2 separate regions of the Canis lupus genome follow, and region 1 is linked to region 2. A link is a contact called in public Hi-C data. All regions are on one chromosome and are shown on one strand. Each heading gives the region's core, a stretch centred on a gene start, on an enhancer-like site or on the middle of the called end of the contact. The rest is flanking DNA. Distances are from core to core; before and after follow the strand shown.

Region 1 (3,469 bases), core at 374-2,873, 38 kb after region 2:
CCCTCCCAGCATCCAGGTGATGTGTCGCCAAGCGTGCAGCTAGCAGGGCAGAGCCGAGCAGTCCCCGCAAAGCCTGCCGTTTACCTGCTGCAGCAGGCATGACCTGGAGCTCATGCCCTTGAGGGGCCAGCCGAGAGGCTGCAGAATGGAGATCTGGAAAGGGCACAGTTGTCCAAGTTGACTTCAGCCTGCTATGGGGATTGAACATCATTCCGTTCTCCAGAAAGCAAGGGGTTTTCCTCATTTTTCCTTCCACCTCCTTCCCCGGATGACTAAGGCCAAGCGTTCTCCTCTCCTCTCCAGCTCCGAGGCTGAGAATGGTGTGGAGGACAAAAAGAAGATCTGCAAGTCGCCAACAGCCCAGTCCCCTAGCCCATCCAATGAGGCCGAGTCCTCAGACCAGAAGAGACTCCTTTCCTTGCGGTGAGTCCTGGCCTTGACACTTTATTCTTTTGGGCCTTTGGGAAGGACAGGTTGCTGGGAGGAGCTCATGTTTCTAGTTTTGGGGTGGCTGTCAAGAGTATGAATCTACTGGAGGCAAATAAGCCCCTGAGAAAGAAGTAGGGTGTTTGATATCCAGGCACCGATGCTTGCCTGCCTTTCTCATCTCTTCCTGGCAGCATTTCCTTCTTTCCTGCCCTAGCCCTACTGCAGAACATCTGCCCCCTTCTTCAGGGGCTGATCTTGCTCCCTGATAAAGCCAGGACAGCCTACTGTCTGGCATAGATTTATGAAGCACCTGGAGAGGCTGGCCGGGGTGCTGGTGAGGCCCGCCCAGGCTGGAGTACCTGCCCCGCCTCTGTGTGTGCACACCTGCTGTCTCACTTTCCTGGCAGCCAAGAAAAAGCAGAAGGGAACCCTGCCTGGGATCCCTGGGTGGGATGCACATGTCTCGTGGAGGAGGGGAGCTGCCTGCTTCCTGGGGACTGGTGCCGGGAGCCAGCATCAGTTTGGTCACGAGCCTGGGAGGGGACAGGTAGTTTCGAGATGATGAGCCACGGTCCCTGGCACACTCAGAGACCCCAGTTACATACTTTCTTTCATTGGAAGGAAGATGTAGGAACTTCAGGTTGCTTTTTTACCCCTGAAAAGAGAATGGTTATACCAGCAGTCAGTTACAGGGAAGTGTGGCCAGGGGTCTGTACCGATCGGTGGCAGTGACTACCCTCTTCCCTGTTACTGAAACTGTCAGAACTGTACCTTCTGGGTCTTCTGGCCCCTGCTAATGGGTAATTAAGTAACTCCTGCCTTTCCCCTTCCTTCCTGGCTACCCAGCCCATTCCTTCTCTCCAAATCCTTACTTCATTCAAGACCAAGCGTAAGTCTTCTCTCTCCCCCAGATTTTTCTTTTCTGTTGCTTCCAGGTCTCTTGTCATCGGTTCTGCATGGCTTTCTTGACACATCTCACTTTTAACCCTTCTTTTTATAGCTGTTTCCTGTCCAAGCATCTTGTCTCACTCACCAAATGAGTCTCTGGGCAGAGACGCAAAGCATGTTGTTTCTTGAATCTTTCACCATTATTGACTGGCTCCCGCGGGTGCTTTAAAAAATGGGTTTGACTCCGCCTCCCCCAGACTTCAGATGAGAATCGTACAGTCATCATGAGAGCATGCTTGTTAAACGGTGTGGGCGTGCCATCTGTGTAGTTGCAAGGAGCCCAGCGCTTGCTTTAATGCTCTGCTCTCGCTGTCTGGAAATTCCTAATTTTTGAATAAGAGGCCATTTTCATTTTGCTCTGGGCTTTCCGCCCTGCTCATAATCACCTGTAAGAAAAGAGAGTAACACAGTTCAGAAGACACGAAGACAGCAGTACTAGGTAAATAAGCAACCCTTCCAGCACTCTGCAGACAAGTCCATTCTGTTGGCACCTCTTGAATTCATCAATGGTACTGCTGCCCTACTTGTCGCATTGGCTTATAGTCCTTCAAAAGCTCATTGCATTGGCAGTTGCTTTAACATTTACTAATATAATCAGTTGAGGTGATTAATTCAGATTAGTGGCTAGTATAAATAGTAGGTAATTTGACATTTGTAAAAATAATTTTATTTTCGAGTACAAATGACTACTCGTAATTTCAAAGAAAAAAAGTAATCCCTAGAATTCAAAGGGAATTTATATCTGTGAATAGGTTCAGTGGGCAGCAGCTAAATGCAAATCTTCACCTGTGGCTAGAGCATCGTTGACTCAAACTACTGGGGCTGGCAGGGGCCCGGAACATAAGATAGCCCATCTTTTCACAGCTGAGAACCAGAGTCTAAAGTCTAACTTGAGTCATTTCTGTCTCTCTGTCATAGCCTCATACCACCTGAATTACTCAAGATCTTTGAATCTGCTTTGACCAAATAGTAGTCTTAACTATGCCTCCTCATAAGGAATCATTATTGTGGAATCATGGATTTCATGTGCAATTTTCCCCAATAATCAAAAAAGCTACATAATTGTACCCAGGGGCACCTGGCTGGCTCAGTCAGTAGAGTGTGTGACTCTTGACCTTAAGGTTGTGAGTTTGAACCCCATGTTGGGTATAGAGATTACTTAAAAATAAAATCTTAAAAAAAAAAAAAAAAGCTACGTAATTGTATCCTAAAACTTGTTCAGATATAGACCTCTAAAATTCATACGTGCATTCCCCTTTGAAATGATTCTGTTTGCCTGTAGGGATGAAGACATGTGCACATTCACACATCTACTCAAACAGAGAGCCAGGACTAGAATCCCCTGAGACACAAATGCTGGAGCTCTGACCTCTGCTCTTACTAAAATAAAGGAAGACTTGACTTTCAAACATGTTCCTCATTTTTATGCCAATTTCACTTCTCTTTTCTGTCTCTTTTCCTCATACCCAACTCCTGCTCATGCTCTGAAGCCCAGTGTGTTAAACCCACATTGTGCTATTGCTCTCTTCTTCTCTTCCCTCCTGTTGGGTGTAGTGTCTCTGTACCTCCTAATGCCTATCACATGTACTATTTGGTGCTAAGTCTTGTACTGCCTTTTGAAAAAAGATGTCTGATGAATTCACAGGCTTCTTGAGGACAAAGACTGTCGTGTGTGCCTCACAACCTTTAATACAATGCCCTACTCTATCAACACATGTTCAGTATTAATAGAATTCTGAAACAAAAATATTCTTTGATTGAACTGTGGCTATAGTTTTGTTTCATAATTTGCCTATACTATTCCTCTTTTACTGCTTCAAATACTTTAGAGATGGAAATGACCTTCATAATTCAGTTGATATTTTTCCCTTCTACAAACAAGTTCACATTTTTGCAGTTTGAGATTGCAGCCTGGTGAAACCATCCCAGTCTACACACCATATTGTGTCAATGCTCCTAGAGTCTTATGAGTGATCACTGATGTCGAGAAAAGAAAAACGAGTGTCAGGTTTTCTTGTATACCTGTATACCTGTTTTCAGTATTTCTTGTAATACTCCAGACTTATTACAATACAATTAATGAGTAGCATAA
Region 2 (3,235 bases), core at 31-2,530:
CTTTTATCTCGTGGCTTCTCATCTTTATTTATTTTTTTTAAAGATTTTATTTATTTATTCATGAGAGACACAGAAGAAGAGAGAGGCAGAGACACAGGCAGAGGGAGAAGCAGGCTCCATGAAGGGAGCCCGATGTGGGACTCGATCCCGGGTCTCCAGGATCACTCCCGGGGCTGAAGGCGGCTAAACCGCTGAGCCACCCAGGCTGCCCGCTTCTCATCTTTGGACTGCCCGTGGTTTTCCATTTGCTCTCCTCCAGTAGAACTCTCCCTCACCATCTTTCTAATTCTTTAAATGCTCAGCTCTAGGCATCTCACACATTTTCCAGTGGTGTAAAGCAGAGGTTCTAGAGAGAGACCCCTCCACAACCACTCTAATGACTGTTCTTTCTCCTTAAAGGAAAATGGGTGTTTTTATCTCAACCTAAATTTCATTATTTACTCCCATAAGAGAAGTAGAACCAACTTATACTGCATTCGGTAAGGGAAACTAATTCATATGCTGTCATTGGTCACTCCATGTCCCATTTAGAATGGGACATGATGTCTCTAGAGGCAGATTATTTTTAACAGGTTTATTGAGATATGTATTACATATCAAAATTTACCCATTCAGTAATTTACAATTCAGTAATTTTACTGAATTTACAATAAGATTCCCTTAGGCCCATTTATATTTAATCCCCATTCCTAACTAGCACCAGGTAACCACTTGTCTACTTTCTGTTTCTACAAATTTGCCTTTTCAGGGCATTTCATATAAATGGGATCATATAATATATGGTTTCTTGTATCTGGCTTCTTTCACTCAACATCACATTTTTGAGGTTCATCTGTGAAGTGACATAGGTCAGCAGTTCGTTCCTTTCTATTGCTGCATAGTATTCCACTATATGGATATACCACATTTTGGTCTTTCTCTTAATTTGTTCATGAGCATTTGGGTTGTCTCCACTTGTTGGTTATGATGAATAATGCTATACATATATGCATGCAAATCTTTGTGTAGACAGATGGTGTTCTCTTGAGTATATACCTACAGGTGGAATTGCTGGGTCATATTGTAATTCTGTGTTTACCTTTTGGAGGAACTGGCAGACTTTTTCCAAAGCCGCTATACCATTTGAGGTTTCTTCGAGCAATGCATGAGGGCCCGTGGTGTATGTAGATTTCAGAGAAAATGCCTTCACAGTGCAGGGAAACAGACTGTAAGCACTGTAAAGGTAGATCAGTGGCTTACACCTGTGACATAATGAATATCTGTTGACTGCCGACTAAGCGACGTTCATACTTAGGACATTGAAAACGCCTCCAAATTGCGACGTTATCAAAGATGTTAACAGATGTTACAATGTTAACAAAGATAACTCCGGATGTCATACTTAGGTACATTTTTTACAGCCTCTTAAAATTTTGCATGTAACGTTTATCTCTGTTTTTTATGAACGAATAATACAAAGAAGACATTTAAAAATTGGACCATAATCTCCCCCATTTGTGTTGACATGTTTTAAAGCAGTATGTGTATAAGGTTAGAAAAATAAAACAATGAAAGCTATTTACAAAATGAAAAGGGAGAGCTTTCTTCCTGTCTCCCACGTGACATTTCCTTTTCTCAAAGGTAACCACTTGCTAAGGTTTTTGTTTTGTTCTTATGCTGTTGTCATGTAAGGCCAGAATCAAGTTGTTTTTTGGTTTGATTTGTCTTAGCATATCCACCTCCCAGTACGCGTCTAAGTAAGTTGGACTTGGTGAAATGAAAGACCACGTGAGGATTAAGTGTGATCATACAGTACTTGGGCTGCCTACCATAGGAGAGCTCAGTGAATGGCAGACGGTGTTCTCATAAAGCACTGTTTTCTCAAACTTCCCTACAAAATAGTTTCCTACCAATAAAGTGGCCTCCTTGGTTTTAGGAATGAAGGATGAATTAACCCATGAGAACACAATTTTCTTATGTGGACCTTAGCAAAGTGGTGTAAAGTGGAGGGTCTGATTTCTGACTGAGCCATCCTCAAGTTATCTACTCCTTTTCTTATCTCTTCTATTTCCCTCTCTTAAATGAAGAACTCTAGACAGGCTTCTGATCAGATGAGGTAGCAATACCTGTGCCACTGTGTAAACAACTGGATGGAGGTTACAGTAGTGATGGGATGTGTTTAAGAAAGAAGAGGTGGAGCAGATGGTGGAGATAATGAAGTAAGGAGATGGGGAGAGAAGAAAGTTAGAAAAACTCAGGAGGGATATTGAGTTATTTTGAAAAAAGAAAGAAAAAATGCTTATTTGCCTTAATGTGTGTGATCTTCCACTTGTGTCCTGGCCGATGTTTCTCCTCTTCTCTCCATATGGTCTTCTGCATCCTGTTGGTGAAGTCTCTGGTGCTGCTAGGGGTAACTGATATTCCTTTTCTTCCCTCATGGAAATCCTGATCTGTATATAAATATTGGTATTCTCTTAAGTCCATATATATCAGGTTTATGATTATATCCATATTTGTTATCTTCTGGGTTTTTCAAATTATATCTTCCATCTTATGCAGTGAGTTGAAAACTGGGAAGAACCTTACAATTATGCTAAAATTTGTGTCATTTATTATTAAGGATTATTACCTGAAGACAGTGATCTTGTGATCCTACAGATTATTTGAAACCCCTTGGGACGCCTGGGTGGCTCAGTGGTTGAGCGCCTGCCTTTGGCCTAGAATGTGATCCTGGAGTCCCGGGAACGAGTTCCACATCAGGCTCCCGGCATGGAGCCTGCTTCTCCCTCTGCCTGTGTCTCTACCTCTCTCTCTCTCTCTCTCTCTCTCTCTCTCTCTGTTTCTCATGAATAAATAAATAAATAAAATCTTTAAAAAAATTATTTTGAAACCCCTACTGTGTACTGCTATAAAGGCTGTATTGTGAATTGAGTTGCTGTATATCATCAGTGGTGAAAAACTAATTCATCATGAGAACTTTTATTATCACTATATTGTTTTTATAATTCATTGGAAAATAGCACCTCATTTGATCCTAACAACTTAAATATACTACATAACATATAGTGTGGTCTTCTGAGAGCATATAGGAATCATCAAGAATATTATCCTTTCCTCTCATAATAAAGTATATAAAGTTGGACTAGTTTTGACATGAAATTGATAGATTTCTTACACTTGTTCTTGATTTGATAAGAATCTTTCCAAAAACTTTTGCAAAGAATCATGACACCTTTGTTGAAATCAAATACAAAAA

The links. Hi-C and Micro-C count contacts between places; a contact is called where the count stands out from the background.
Region 1: a Hi-C map of blood shows a contact between it and region 2, with 1.5 times the contacts expected there. The contact joins two enhancer-like sites. A contact is called at or near these places in 2 of 9 Hi-C or Micro-C datasets (amygdala and blood).

Annotation. Positions count from the first base shown.
Region 1 is chr11:15,655,063-15,658,531 of UU_Cfam_GSD_1.0, forward strand. GRAMD2B (GRAM domain-containing protein 2B) reads left to right here. Exons shown (of 14, transcript XM_038552002.1): 2 at 304-423. Among named protein-coding and RNA genes, the nearest start is that of GRAMD2B, 84 kb to the left of the region's middle. Within about 2 kb of position 1,624, at least 2 of the 20 cell types and tissues checked have an H3K27ac peak or open chromatin away from gene starts, as enhancers often do. A contact at or near this core is called in blood, where this site is marked.
Region 2 is chr11:15,617,706-15,620,940 of UU_Cfam_GSD_1.0, forward strand. The region is part of intron 1 of GRAMD2B (GRAM domain-containing protein 2B); the gene reads left to right. Among named protein-coding and RNA genes, the nearest start is that of GRAMD2B, 47 kb to the left of the region's middle. Within about 2 kb of position 1,281, at least 1 of the 20 cell types and tissues checked has an H3K27ac peak or open chromatin away from gene starts, as enhancers often do. A contact at or near this core is called in blood, where this site is marked.